Linked DNA regions of Zea mays: region 2 is linked to region 1. Evidence: chromatin contacts called from public Hi-C data. All regions are on one chromosome and are shown on one strand. Each heading gives the region's core, a stretch centred on a gene start, on an enhancer-like site or on the middle of the called end of the contact. The rest is flanking DNA. Distances are from core to core; before and after follow the strand shown. Region 1 holds the start of LOC103636270. Region 2 holds the start of LOC100274391.

Evidence for each region. Hi-C and Micro-C count contacts between places; a contact is called where the count stands out from the background.
Region 2: a contact with region 1 is called in a Hi-C map of endosperm, with 3 times the contacts expected there. The contact joins the promoter of LOC100274391 here to the promoter of LOC103636270 in region 1. A contact is called at or near these places in 2 of 25 Hi-C or Micro-C datasets (endosperm and leaf).

Annotation. Positions count from the first base shown.
Region 1 is chr1:72,623,113-72,629,116 of Zm-B73-REFERENCE-NAM-5.0, forward strand. LOC103636270 reads left to right here and starts at 2,320. Exons shown (of 3, transcript XM_008658634.4): 1 at 2,320-2,716. The coding sequence starts at 2,656.
Region 2 is chr1:73,357,946-73,363,949 of Zm-B73-REFERENCE-NAM-5.0, forward strand. It overlaps LOC100274391, which reads left to right and starts at 3,501. Exons shown (of 8, transcript NM_001148751.1): 1 at 3,501-3,714; 2 at 4,125-4,209; 3 at 4,401-4,446; 4 at 4,544-4,658; 5 at 4,738-4,817; 6 at 4,900-5,505; 7 at 5,656-5,760; 8 at 5,851-6,004. The coding sequence starts at 3,711. LOC100278607 reads left to right here and starts at 90. Exons shown (of 5, transcript NM_001151829.1): 1 at 90-217; 2 at 338-468; 3 at 1,798-2,120; 4 at 2,217-2,289; 5 at 2,507-2,676. The coding sequence starts at 1,800. The coding sequence ends at 2,514.

The DNA.
Region 1 (6,004 bases), core at 1,070-3,569:
TCCGCCTCGTCCGACCCCAGGGCTCGGACATGGGCTCAGCCCCGGAAGACGACGAACTCCGCCTCGCCCGACCCAGGGGCTCGACCTCGACCTAGACCTCGGAGGAGCCTCCACCTCGCCCAGCCTAGGGCATGGACCGACCACGTCAACAGGAAGCGCCATCATTACCCTACCCCGAGCTGACTCGGGCTACGGGGAACCAGACCGGCGTCCCATCTAGCTCGCTCCACCATGCGAGTAATGATGGCACCCCCGCATGCCCTGTGACGACGGCGGCTCTCAGACCCCTTACAGAAGCAAGAGGACGTCAACAAGGACTCGACAGCCCCAACAACTGTCCTCCCGCCAGGCTCCAGCACTCCTCTGACAGCCACGACACCACGCGAACTGGGTGCCAAGACCTCTCCGGCTGCCACGATGGCATGTACTTAGGGCGCTAGCTCTCCACCGCTAGACACGTTAGCACACTGCTACACTCCCCATTGTACACCTGGATCCTCTCCTTACGCCTATAAAAGGGAGGACCAGGGTCCTCTTACAGGGGGTTAGTTGGCCCGCGTGGAGAAGGACGGGACGGCGCTCACGCAAGGCCGCTCGCTCCCACTCCCGCGTGGACGCTTGTATCCCCCTACTGCAAGCGCACCCGACTCAGGCGCGGGGCTAACACGAAGGCCGCGGGATCCACTCTCTCACGCCTGCCTCCCTCCGGCTGCTTCCTTTCCCCCCTTCGCGTTCCGCCTCGCGTCGACCCATCTGAGCTGGGGCACGCGGCGATGATTCACTCGTCGGTCCAGGGACCCCCCGGGTTTCGAAACACCGACAATTATACATAGATTCAGCATTCCCTAGACCTTGACTACATATCAAGGAACTTCTTTTATGTCAAAGGAGGTACGTGAATTTGCTGAATTATATAGAATTAAGTTGCTTAATTCATCTTCATATTATGCTCAGGCCAATGGGCAGGCCGAGTCTAGTAATAGGACATTGATTAACTTGATAAAGAAGAAGATATCCGATAATCCTAAGCATTGGCATAAGATTTTGTCCGAAGCTTTATGGGCTCACAGAATATCTAAACATAGTGCTACTAAAGTATCTCCTTTTAAGCTTGTCTATGGGCAGGAAGTAGTGTTGCCTGTGGAAATAAGTTTGAATGCTGTCAGGTTCGCCAGACAAAATGATATAACCGTCATTGATTATTATAATTCAATGATGGATAATATTGATGAGGTGACCGACAAGAGGGTGATAGCTTTGGGAGCAATAGAAAAGGACAAGATTATGGTAGCCAGGGCCTACAACAAGAAGGTCAAAGCGAAGTCATTTCAAGTAGGGGACCTAGTGTGGAAGACCATCCTGCCTCTAAGGAATAAAGACCGGAAGTTTGGGAAATGGTTGCCAAGCTGGGAGAGTCCTTATAAAGTAAAACAGGTAATGTCTGGTAACGCCTATTTACTACAAACATTACAAGGCAAGGATTTACCCAAGGCTTTGAATGGGCGTTTCCTCAAACAGTACCATCCTAGTATGTGGCAAGATGTCTAAGAGAACCGATGTAATCACATCGAGTTAGTTGCTTTTGGTTTACTCAGCTCTACCAAAAGGCAGGGGGCATATGTTGAGCACTTAATTAAGCTGGCGGACGGTCCGGCCCTGAGGCCGGACGGTCCGCGGTTCGGACAGTCTGTGCCTATGGGCCGGACGGTCCGCGCATGCGCAGAGCAGTTTAGGGTTTCGAGTTTTATGCTACGGTTGTTAGCTAGATTCACGAAATTAGCTCGGAAATTAGTTTGTAAAGGGTCCAGCCCCCCTCCTCTATAAATAGAGAGGTATACAGCCGATTTGTAATTATCAATCGAATCAATAACACTTCTATTTCGCATTTATTTCCTGTACAATTAGGAGTAGTTCTAGTCTAGTTCTAGTTTAGCCTCTCAATCCTCAAATTCTCCGCTTCTCTTCGACTCTACGTCGATTAGAGGAGTCTAGGTCGGCCTGCCCGAGCCTAGACAACTCCTAGAATCTCTCCTCCCCGATGGGTCCCTCCCGGGAGCAAGATCCAGGCGCCACCGGCGATCTTTCACCGCCCCTGCGCACGCGCGGACCATCCGGCCTTAGGGCGCGGACCGTTCGGCCGTCAGGCAGAGAACCCTAGCCTCGCGCTAGATCGTGGACCGTCCGACCCCTGGCCACGGATCGTCCGCGCCTGATCAGAGAGCACCGCCGCTGGTTCGTGTTGAGTGTTTGGCGCCAAAAAATACGTCAACAACAATAAAAACGGTTTGTAAAATTTGGTGTTTCCTAGTAGAAAGAGATGTATGCATCGAAACAGTTGTTTGGTTTCTCAAATTTTCCAGCTCGAGATAGGTCGGGAGGACCAGAAATTCAGGGGTAAAACTGTCATACTACCCGCCAGATTCCAAACTCCAGTTCCTTCTCATCATCTCTTGCTTTGTTTTGTTCTTCCGACCTTGCCTCGCCGCATCTGCTCCTCCAGACACAGCGCACCCGCCTTCCTCATCCTGATTCCGTGGCCGGCGGCCGCCTAACCTCAGCCCCCTCACCCCCACCGACGCCGCCGGAGCCCTTGAAGTAGCGGACCCGGGCTCTCGCGCCCATCCGCGTCAGGAGTTCGATGTCCGTTTGCGCCTGATGGATCCGCACCGGCTGACCGGCCCCGCCGCGTCCGACGCCGACGATGCCGATGACTGGGGTACCACTAATATACCCATCCCCATCCCTCGCAACATATTGTGCCGAAGTTTTTCTTACTGCACCATGGTCTCGTTTCCTTGTTTTTTCGGAACTGAATTAGGGTTTGCAGAGCGCAGGCGTTGAACGAACGTTTCACGTGTGGCGAACAGACTTAGTGAGCGCGATGTAATTTTATCTGCGTTTGTGACCTGTGGGTTTAAGGGGAAATCACGGGACCATCCGTAGCACTATATGTAGCAAGAGATATTGGGATTTTTTTTAACGTAACGCAGGAACAGGAGCTAGTTTTAAGGATAACCGGACCCGAAACCTATACAAAATGCACAAACAGGCCAGACAATGAAAGCCTAACCCACACAACTCATCTAGAGGCATCGTTGCCGAGCTCGACCCAAGGGACAAGCAGCTCCTACTCCGTAAGACGGGCCACACATGGCCAAAGAAAACGACTACACCTACATTCAAACACCGGCACAGAAGGGGGAAGATCGCGGTGCGCCGTCGTTGCCAAGCCTCAACATACCCCACACGAGGCAGCTCCGATTCTTCACCAACAAGCTTGAACCTCTGTCCTGCCCTCGGCAAATGCCAAAATCTCCGAAACAATCTAGTCGAAGAAGGGGGTCTCGACATCTGTCATTATTCCCGAGCCACATCCCCTGATGTAATAGCTTCGACTTCACGTTGCAAAGTCCCACCTTCACCCGCATACCAGACCCCGATAAGCGAAAGCAACCACCGAAGGCGAAGCCGTGGCCAAGACAAACTTTAATGCGACACCTTCAGGAAGGGAGCGATGTCGGGGACGACACCGTCACATGTCCGCGATGGACCTGGCTTTCGCCCAAGGAAGACATGATTACATGAATGCGACACCCCCAACAGGGAAGCGACACCCGTGAAGGCTTTCGCCAAAAAGCCCACCCAGCACCAACGTCAGGCCAAGAACCACCGTCACCACCGTCCTGACATCCCGCACGAACCCCTCTAGAGGGGCATCAACGCGCCGGCTGCCGCAGCAGCCACAAAGCTGCGTCGGCCGCCACCCCCTCCGGCTGGGCACATAGAACCGGACAACTCTTTGCCACGTGCGTCACACTGGTGCGTGCCAGAGCCGAAGCCAACAGGCATCGATGGCACTAACACACACGACCACTGAAGCCAGCTATCGCCGAGCACCCTACCACCACCACCACCACGCCATCCTGCCCCCTGGCCGGCGTCACCGCGGAACTGGCCTGCATCGTCCGCACGAGCAGGCCACAACTCGCTGCACCTTCCTCCGCTCCTCACCGCCACACCACCATGGGGAGCTCGCCCGCCGGCTCTCCACAAATCGACTCCGACCTTAGGGACGGCAAATCCGGCCACCAGACTGCCGGATCTGACTGTGCGTCCCAAGGCAAGCCTGCTGCAGCCACCAACCGCCCCGATCTGGGTCACCGGCCGTGGCCTTTCACACTGCACCACGCCCTCCGAACAGAGGCAGCTCCACCACGCGGTAGAGCTCCCACGCTGGTGTGGCCGGCAATAGAACCACGGAGCCCGCGCCACCACCGGAGCGCCCAACTCCGTGACCATGAACTGAGGGATGGCCAGGTCTGGCCCCTAGCCCACCGGATCCACACATCCCCGCGTGCGGATCTGGCTCCAAGCGCGACGCTGCCTCCATGGACGCCGACGGCGGTCAAGCCAAGCAGTGGATGCAGGAGGGGTTTCGTGGCCATGGCCCTGTCGCCGTCATCCTTGCATCCGCGCGGTCTTCCGGCAGACTGCTCTGGCGGCGGCGAGGCGTGAGGAAGGAGGAAGTGGCGGCTGTGGTGGCGGTGGCGGTGGCGGGGTCGCCGCTCGTGTCGCCCGTGGAGTGAGCGACGCGTGGGCCTTTGGTTTCGTTCTGCCTCGCAAGAAATATTGGGATTTAGTTTGTCATGTTAGACTCTAGGCTGAGCAGTGACATACACATAGGTTTGTGTTGGCTTGCTGCTAGAAGGAAACAATTGTATGCAAATGCAGGGGTTAATGGCTCCATTGTTGGACTCTGCAGAGAGTTACATGATCAGAACCCCCCTCGATCTGAGCTAGATTATCACATCACACATTTTCCTCACAGTAGGGGATATTAATTTTTCTGGAGACAATTGGTTTGAGAGCTCGTTATTCTTAGCAAAGAATAGTTAATGGGAGCTTGCCATGACCATAGGTAGCTCGGATCTTTGCCATTACTGTATTTCCGAAGGATCAATATGTATTATGAACCAACTGCGTTCTTCTAGGTTCCATATGATCCAAACTTTGTTCTCTGTGATTTTGTAAAATATCTTAGTTGCCTTTGGAAACTTAGGAACGCCAATCTCTCACAGACTAATCAACAACTTTGATGTCCATGTTTTTTATGCATGTGGCATGAGTAATGACTGAAATATGTAAAAATGAAGAGCTATGGAATGGCATGATGTGAATGTGGCATTACTACATATCTATTAAACTACTCAACCCAAGTTAGTAACTATCTTCGAATCACCTTTGGAGGTGTATCTTACAAAAATATCGTTGTGTCGAACAGAAAGCAATCGAATGGTATTCCTGTAACACTAGTCATGTGTTTTGTTTGTAGCCTATTTATTCAAGCAAGTTGGTAATTGTCACAGAAAACCATAGTTTGTATTAAATCAAGTAACATCTAACGGTGTCACATTCTTATGGTAATGTGTCAAACATTGAAATTTTGAGGTGCCTCAGATATAACAGTGCCACAGTTTTGAGGCACGGGGATGGGGGAGACAGAGACGGAGATCGGAATGAAGGCGGCAGAGAGAGGCGATGTTGTGGGGACGGGCGCCGACGCTGGAGAGAAGGACACGGGAATGGAGGGCCGTGTCATAGACGGTGGCTGCGTGGGGAATACAGTGGCTGGGGATGGCACTACGTGTATGAGGCTCGCTAGTAACCAGGTTCCCAAATTGATGGAATCGAGGAATAGGAACGTGGTACACGGTACGCTACTAAAACTAGGTTTTAACACTACGGGAACGAGATTGTTCCCACGTTCCCGGAACGAGGAACGTGGCCAAGTTCCACGTTCCCGGTTTTAAGCTCACGATCTTGTCGGGGCAGGTCCTGGGTGTAGGCCCGAGCAGGGGCGCGAACGGGGATGATGAGGAGTTGCTGCCGCTGTCGATCCAGGGGTGGGGGGCGGCGCCGCGCCCGGCTGGGGATGAGTCGCCGACGGGTGAGGAAGCTCCATGTGAAGGTGAGGGGGGGGGGGGAGGGCTCCGGCGGGCAGGGA
Region 2 (6,004 bases), core at 2,251-4,750, 740 kb after region 1:
CCTGTTTGGAAGGCGGATCCGTGGGGGCATCAGCCCACCCCGAGCCCAGCTTCCGCGTGGAAAGACGCCCTGCCTCTGGACGTCGGACAACCATCGCTCCGATTGTCTCGTCTATTCCTCATCTCGTGGATGGTGGCGGCGTCCTATCTCTGTTGCTGTTGATGATTTCTTGAACGCACGACGAACGCGAGCTATGTCGAACCCTACCAAATCACAGGTACGTGAACCCTACCGGATCTCCCTCTTCTCCCCTTCCTACACCTCCCCCGCACGCTCCCAAATCCAAGTAGCGGATCCCCTCACGCTCCCAAATCCCCACACGCTCCCAAATCTGCAGATTCCCTCGGTCGGTCCCCAACCATAGCGGCTGTCAAATCCCCAGATCAAATGCTTATTCGGTGGGTGCAGAGATAAAACTGTCGCATGCTTCCTCCCTCGCAGGCCGGGTCCAAGGAAACCTGCTAGCTGGTTAGTATGCCATTACTCTGCTCATCTGTTGTTTTGCTCCAGTGTCATCAGCTTGCCAAAAGAAAAAAAGAAAAATGGATTACTTGCTTCCAGTGCCATGCGGTTTGAGCTCATCAGCAGACTCTCCATCAGATGGTGCAGCAGTTTTTTTTGGTTTCCGCGGTAGAGGATCGCGGAGTTTGACCAACCAGTGGTTAGCACCATGTGCCCGAGATGGCAAACTGATTTTTTTGGATTTCCGCGGTAGAGGATAGTGCAGCAGTTTGTTTTGGATTAATTGGTGCATACAGTTTTTGTTGGGTGGGTCGTGGGAGTATGAGGTGATGGCAGGAGGTCGATCAAAGCAAACGACCACACACGCCTGATTGGCTTATTGCTTATTGCTTTCAATATTACTTGCTTATATCATGGCTAGATGCATGATTAAATTTTTATTTTTTATGTTATATGATAGGTAGCTCAGTTATACAAGTGCATGATTAAATTTTATGTTTCTAGATAATGGGTTCTTGGGAGGAGCATGTTAGGCGGTTTTTGTTGGAGGAGGAAGAAGATGATGACGAACTGTTCTTTGTTATTCTCCCTGCTATAATCCCATACCTCTCAGAGGAGTTCGGTACCATCTTAGTCAGTTTAGGAGACGTCGTTCATCACAAAGTGGTTATGCAAACTACAAAGAGTTGTTCAATCATCGCCATGCAATTCTCCGCAACCATATAGAGAGGGCCATTGGTGTTCTTAAGAAAAGGTTCCCGATTCTAAAAGTAGGGACATTCCATCCCATAGCAAACCAAATCAAGATCGTTGTTGCAGCCATTGCATTTCACAACATAATTAGAGGGCATAATGGTGATGAAGGATGGCTGGACAACCAACCAGATTATATGTCTCCAAGTCAATATGTTGATGTCCCTGAGGTAGACAACATCTATCCTAATGACACAGAGTCAAGTGATGGAAGTACACTAAGAGATCAGATTGCACTGCAGATGTGGGCTGCCTACAATAGTTGATTAGCTTGAGTCCAAATACAATAAGGCATTGTAGATGTGGAGTTTTTGCTATGTCTAGTTTCTCTACCATGTTTTTTACAATGTTTGCAGCTTGATGTAATGATGTAATGCAACTATCTGTCTTATCTACTTATACAACTATGTTGTGTTAGTTATTCCATCACTTTTTTGTGTGATCTAAAATGTCAAATGCAGGTATCTAGTAATACACTTGATGTTTCTTCTCTTTTTTGGCCTTTATTCAACTGTACATAGTGTAATGTTGTATGTTCTTTTTATTTTACTAATGCCTTTGAATATTTATTGGAAAATATAGCCATGTCAAAGGAAGGTGCAAGGGCGTCCTGGAACTCAACATATGAGAAGGGTTTAGTCGATGTACTACATGACAACAAAGATAACCCAAAGTTGAAGGGTCAAAATGGATGGAATTCAGAGGGATGGAAGTGTATCACTGCTAAGTTTAATGAAAGGTTCTCTTTGGCTCATTTCACAAAACAACAATTACAAGAGAAGGACAAAGAACTTAAATCAAGTTATAAAGCAGTAAGAGATTCAAGAAAAGAAAGTTGGACTGGTTGGAATGACTCCCTATGTATGATATTAGCTGAACCAGAGGTTTGGGCAAGGTTGATTAGTGTAAGCAAATTCTTTTTATAACATTATGTCTTTTCTTATTCAATATGATCTTTTTTGTTGCTGAGAACTAATTACATTTCATGTTGCATTTAATAGGCTCACCCAAAGGTTGCAAGGTTTCGCAAGAAGCCATTTCCTCTTTTCTACTCTTTAGAAGCACTTTATGAAGGTGAGTGTCAACAAAGAACCACAATGTTCGAAGAATGTGGCTAAAGCACAAAATCAGGCATGTCCTTAGTTAAGCATGTAACAAAACATAGCTTCCAAGAACATGTTAGCAGCATACTTCTGCAAGTTTCTTCGCTTTTGTCACTTCCTAGTTGTAAAATGTTGGTACATGGTGTAAACTAAACTGTGTGTCAATTGGTGCTACTTGGTATTTGCAGAGTGCTAAGTGGAAGCAACACTTGAAGCTGACATGGAGAAGAAAAATGGAACAACAATCCACATGAAGCTTGTAAAAAAGAAGTTAAACTAATAATTTATTCTAGTGTCAAAGTTCATAATGACTGGACTTGTACTCTGTTATTATGCTATAATAATTTGTTGAATATTAGATGATCATGTCATGTGCTGTTTTTTTTACATTTTTAGTGATGTTTCATTGTGTTTTTGTTTTTCTAAATATTTCCTATTTTTCTTTGATTTTTATGATTTTTTGAAGAATTTTGTCTCCAGAGAGGTTTTTAGCCCCTTGTTTGCCAAACAGTGAGTGACAGGAAAATACATTAAAGTGGGAAAAATCCTCCCAGGGAATTAAAGTGTCATTTAAAATCCTCTTGGTGGATAATTTCCCTAGGTTTTTTGTCTATTTATTGCCAAATTAGCCCTTAATGTAGTTATTCAACGTTAAAAACGACGGCTGATTATTGATCTTTTCGCTTTCACCCCTAACCAAAGGTTTATAGTTTGTATAAGGGCATGTAGATTCAATTGTTCAGCCAGAACGTAGATCGGGAACGGAGTTGCTGGGCCGTCGGATGCTCACCTCTGCTAGTCCTCTGCTGTGTGTGTGGTGCGGTACAGGCATTGCACGGCCCACGCGCTCTCTTACCTCGCTCGTCTCGTCACAGTCACAGCTCAAAAGCAGCAAGGCGGCTGACAGGTGGGCCGCCGAAGCTCGCGAGCGCACTAGCAGAGTACAGGACTACAGATGTACAATAACAGGCTCACTGCTGAAATAAAGAGGAGAGACATGTAATTTCACAGCTAGTTTTAGCACATGAATCTATAAATTTTACGAGAAAGATAAGTTCGATTGGTCATATAATATCAATAAAGAGCTAAATAACATATAGATAGACTGAAAGATTGCTGCAGTACAGCTGTGATTTGAGGGGCGTGTTAGTTGGGGTTGGGGCGCGTGTGCGCTCCATTTCACTTCACCGTTCGAGTGGGCAAAAAGCAGAATCCTGCCTTTCCAACTCCAAGGGGGAGTTGCCATTCCTGTCATCCGGTGTGGCCTTTGGGAGAGGGAGAGAGAAGGAAGGGGAGGCTTCTTCCGTTCCGGCAGCGGCTCCCTCCGCTTTCGGTTCTTTGCAAGATCGAGCGAGCGCAATCATCGATCGCTGCCATCATCACCAGGCAAGCATGGGTATGTATGCCACCGCCCGTCTCCCTCCTTCCCTTCCTTTATTGGTGTCGCTCAGGCCGGCCTGCTCCCGTCCCGTGCGGCGGGGGGCCCTTTCCTTCTATGGCGGCGGCGGCGGCGAGGTTACTTTTACTCTTTGCCTTGTTTGCGCCGTTCTGGTTCTGTTTCGCTTCGGGGAAGGAAATGGTCCCCGCTTCAGTTTTACCTTTTCTTTTCTTTTCTGATGAGTTGGTGAAATTCGGTTGTTTGATTCGGGGAGCCCATTCTACCTGCTTTCGCCCAGTAGCCGCAAGCCCGCAATCACCGCGTGGACGCGGCCACACTTTCTTTCTCTCTTGCATTTCTGGTCTGCAGCTGCGGTTCGGTTCAATCTTGACTCTTGAGTGAAGCGTTTGTTTCTTTTCGTGAAGCAGCATTAGCGGATGGAGAGGCGGATTATTCTTCTTGGGACAGTGACGACGAGTACCAGAAATTCATCCAAAACATGAACCCTCCAAGGTATATATGCTAACCGACTCTTCACCAGTTTCCTTGTTTCAGAGAAAAACAGTTCCTTCCTCAACCACTTTCAGTCTTACCAGTCTGCAAAGTCTCTGTCAGTCTTGCCAGTGTGCAATCCCAAGTTTTTTCATGGTTATATACTAGGCAGGCAACATGTTGATTCATGTTTTTTCTTTTCTCGAGTTCAGGGTCACCATCGACAACACATCATGTCCAAATGCTACAGTCATCCATGTGAGTCCCTCGAATGTCAAACGCGTGTTTCCCCTTGTTCGCGCCTGAAGCTGAAGCTGAAGCTGAAGCTGGCATAGTTTTTGCTCGAACGATACAGGTGGACAGCGCGAACAAGTATGGGATACTGTTGGAGGTAGTGCAGGTCCTCACCGACCTCAAGCTCATAGTCAAGAAGGCATACATATCCTCAGACGGGGGATGGTTCATGGACGGTATGTAGGAGAGCCATTGGTTTCGTTCAATTCCTTTTTCGTCGATTTCTAAGCTGTTTGGGTACGTTTCTGCTGCCAGTCTTCACTGTGACGAACCAAAGTGGGCACAAGATAACGGACGAATCTGTGCTGCAAGGAATAAAAGACTACATTTACAAGGTAGCCAAATATTGTTTGCCATCACGCACCATCGTTCAGTTTGTTGATGAATCCGTGAACCATGTCGTCCTGGCGCATGCAGTCTATCGGGCCTGACTCCTGCTTCCTTCCCTCGCGGAGGAGAGCCGTCGGGGTGGAGCCGTCCTCCGACCACACCCTGATAGAGCTAACGGGGACCGACAGGCCGGGCCTCCTCTCGGAGGTGAGCGCGGTGCTCACGAGCCTGGAGTGCAACGTGGTGAGCGCGGAGCTGTGGACGCACAACGGGAGAGCCGCCGCCGTGATGCAGGTCACCGACAGGGAGTCCGGGCTGGCGGTCTCGGACGCGGAGAGGGTCGGCAGGATCAAGGGGCGGCTCTACAACGTGTTCAGAGGGAGGAGCCGGGACGCCAAGACCGCGGTCGCGACGACGGGCGCCACCCACCCGGAGCGGAGGCTGCACCAGATGATGTTCGAGGACCGGGACTACGAGAGGCGCGGCAAGGACGATGGCAGGGCGGCGGCGAGCGGCAGCAACCCCGGTCCGGTGGTTTCGGTCGTGAACTGGCTTCAGAAATACTACTCCGTGGTGACGGTCCGGTGCAGGGACCGGCCCAAGCTCCTGTTCGACACGGTGTGCACCCTGACGGACATGCAGTACGTGGTGTTCCATGGCAGCGTGGATACCGAGGGCCCCGAAGCTTACCAGGTAGTATATATATATGCCATGGCCATGCCATGCCAGCGAGCTTCGATCTCCTGTTGCTAGCTGGACATAGACACGCGACGCGCCTTTGCTGTTTGTTTGCTTTACTAGCCTATGACACTGACACCATGGTCTGTTGTTGTGTTTCGACAGGACTACTACATCAGGCACATCGATGGGTGTCCCGTCAATTCGGAGGCCGAGAGGAAGAGGATCATCCAGTGCCTTGAAGCAGCCATAGAACGGAGAGTGTCCGAGGTAACTCAGCAGCATGCCAGCATCAAGCACATATGCGATTACTTTCATTTTTTTTTCTTTATCATCGACTGTATATATATGCACTTGCAGGGCCTGAAGCTAGAGCTGTCGACAGGCGACAGGGTGGGTCTGCTGTCGGACGTGACGCGCATCTTCCGCGAGAACGGCCTGACGGTGACGAGAGCGGAGGTCTCGACCAGGGGCGACGAGGCGGTCAACACCTTCTACGTCCGCGACGCGGCCG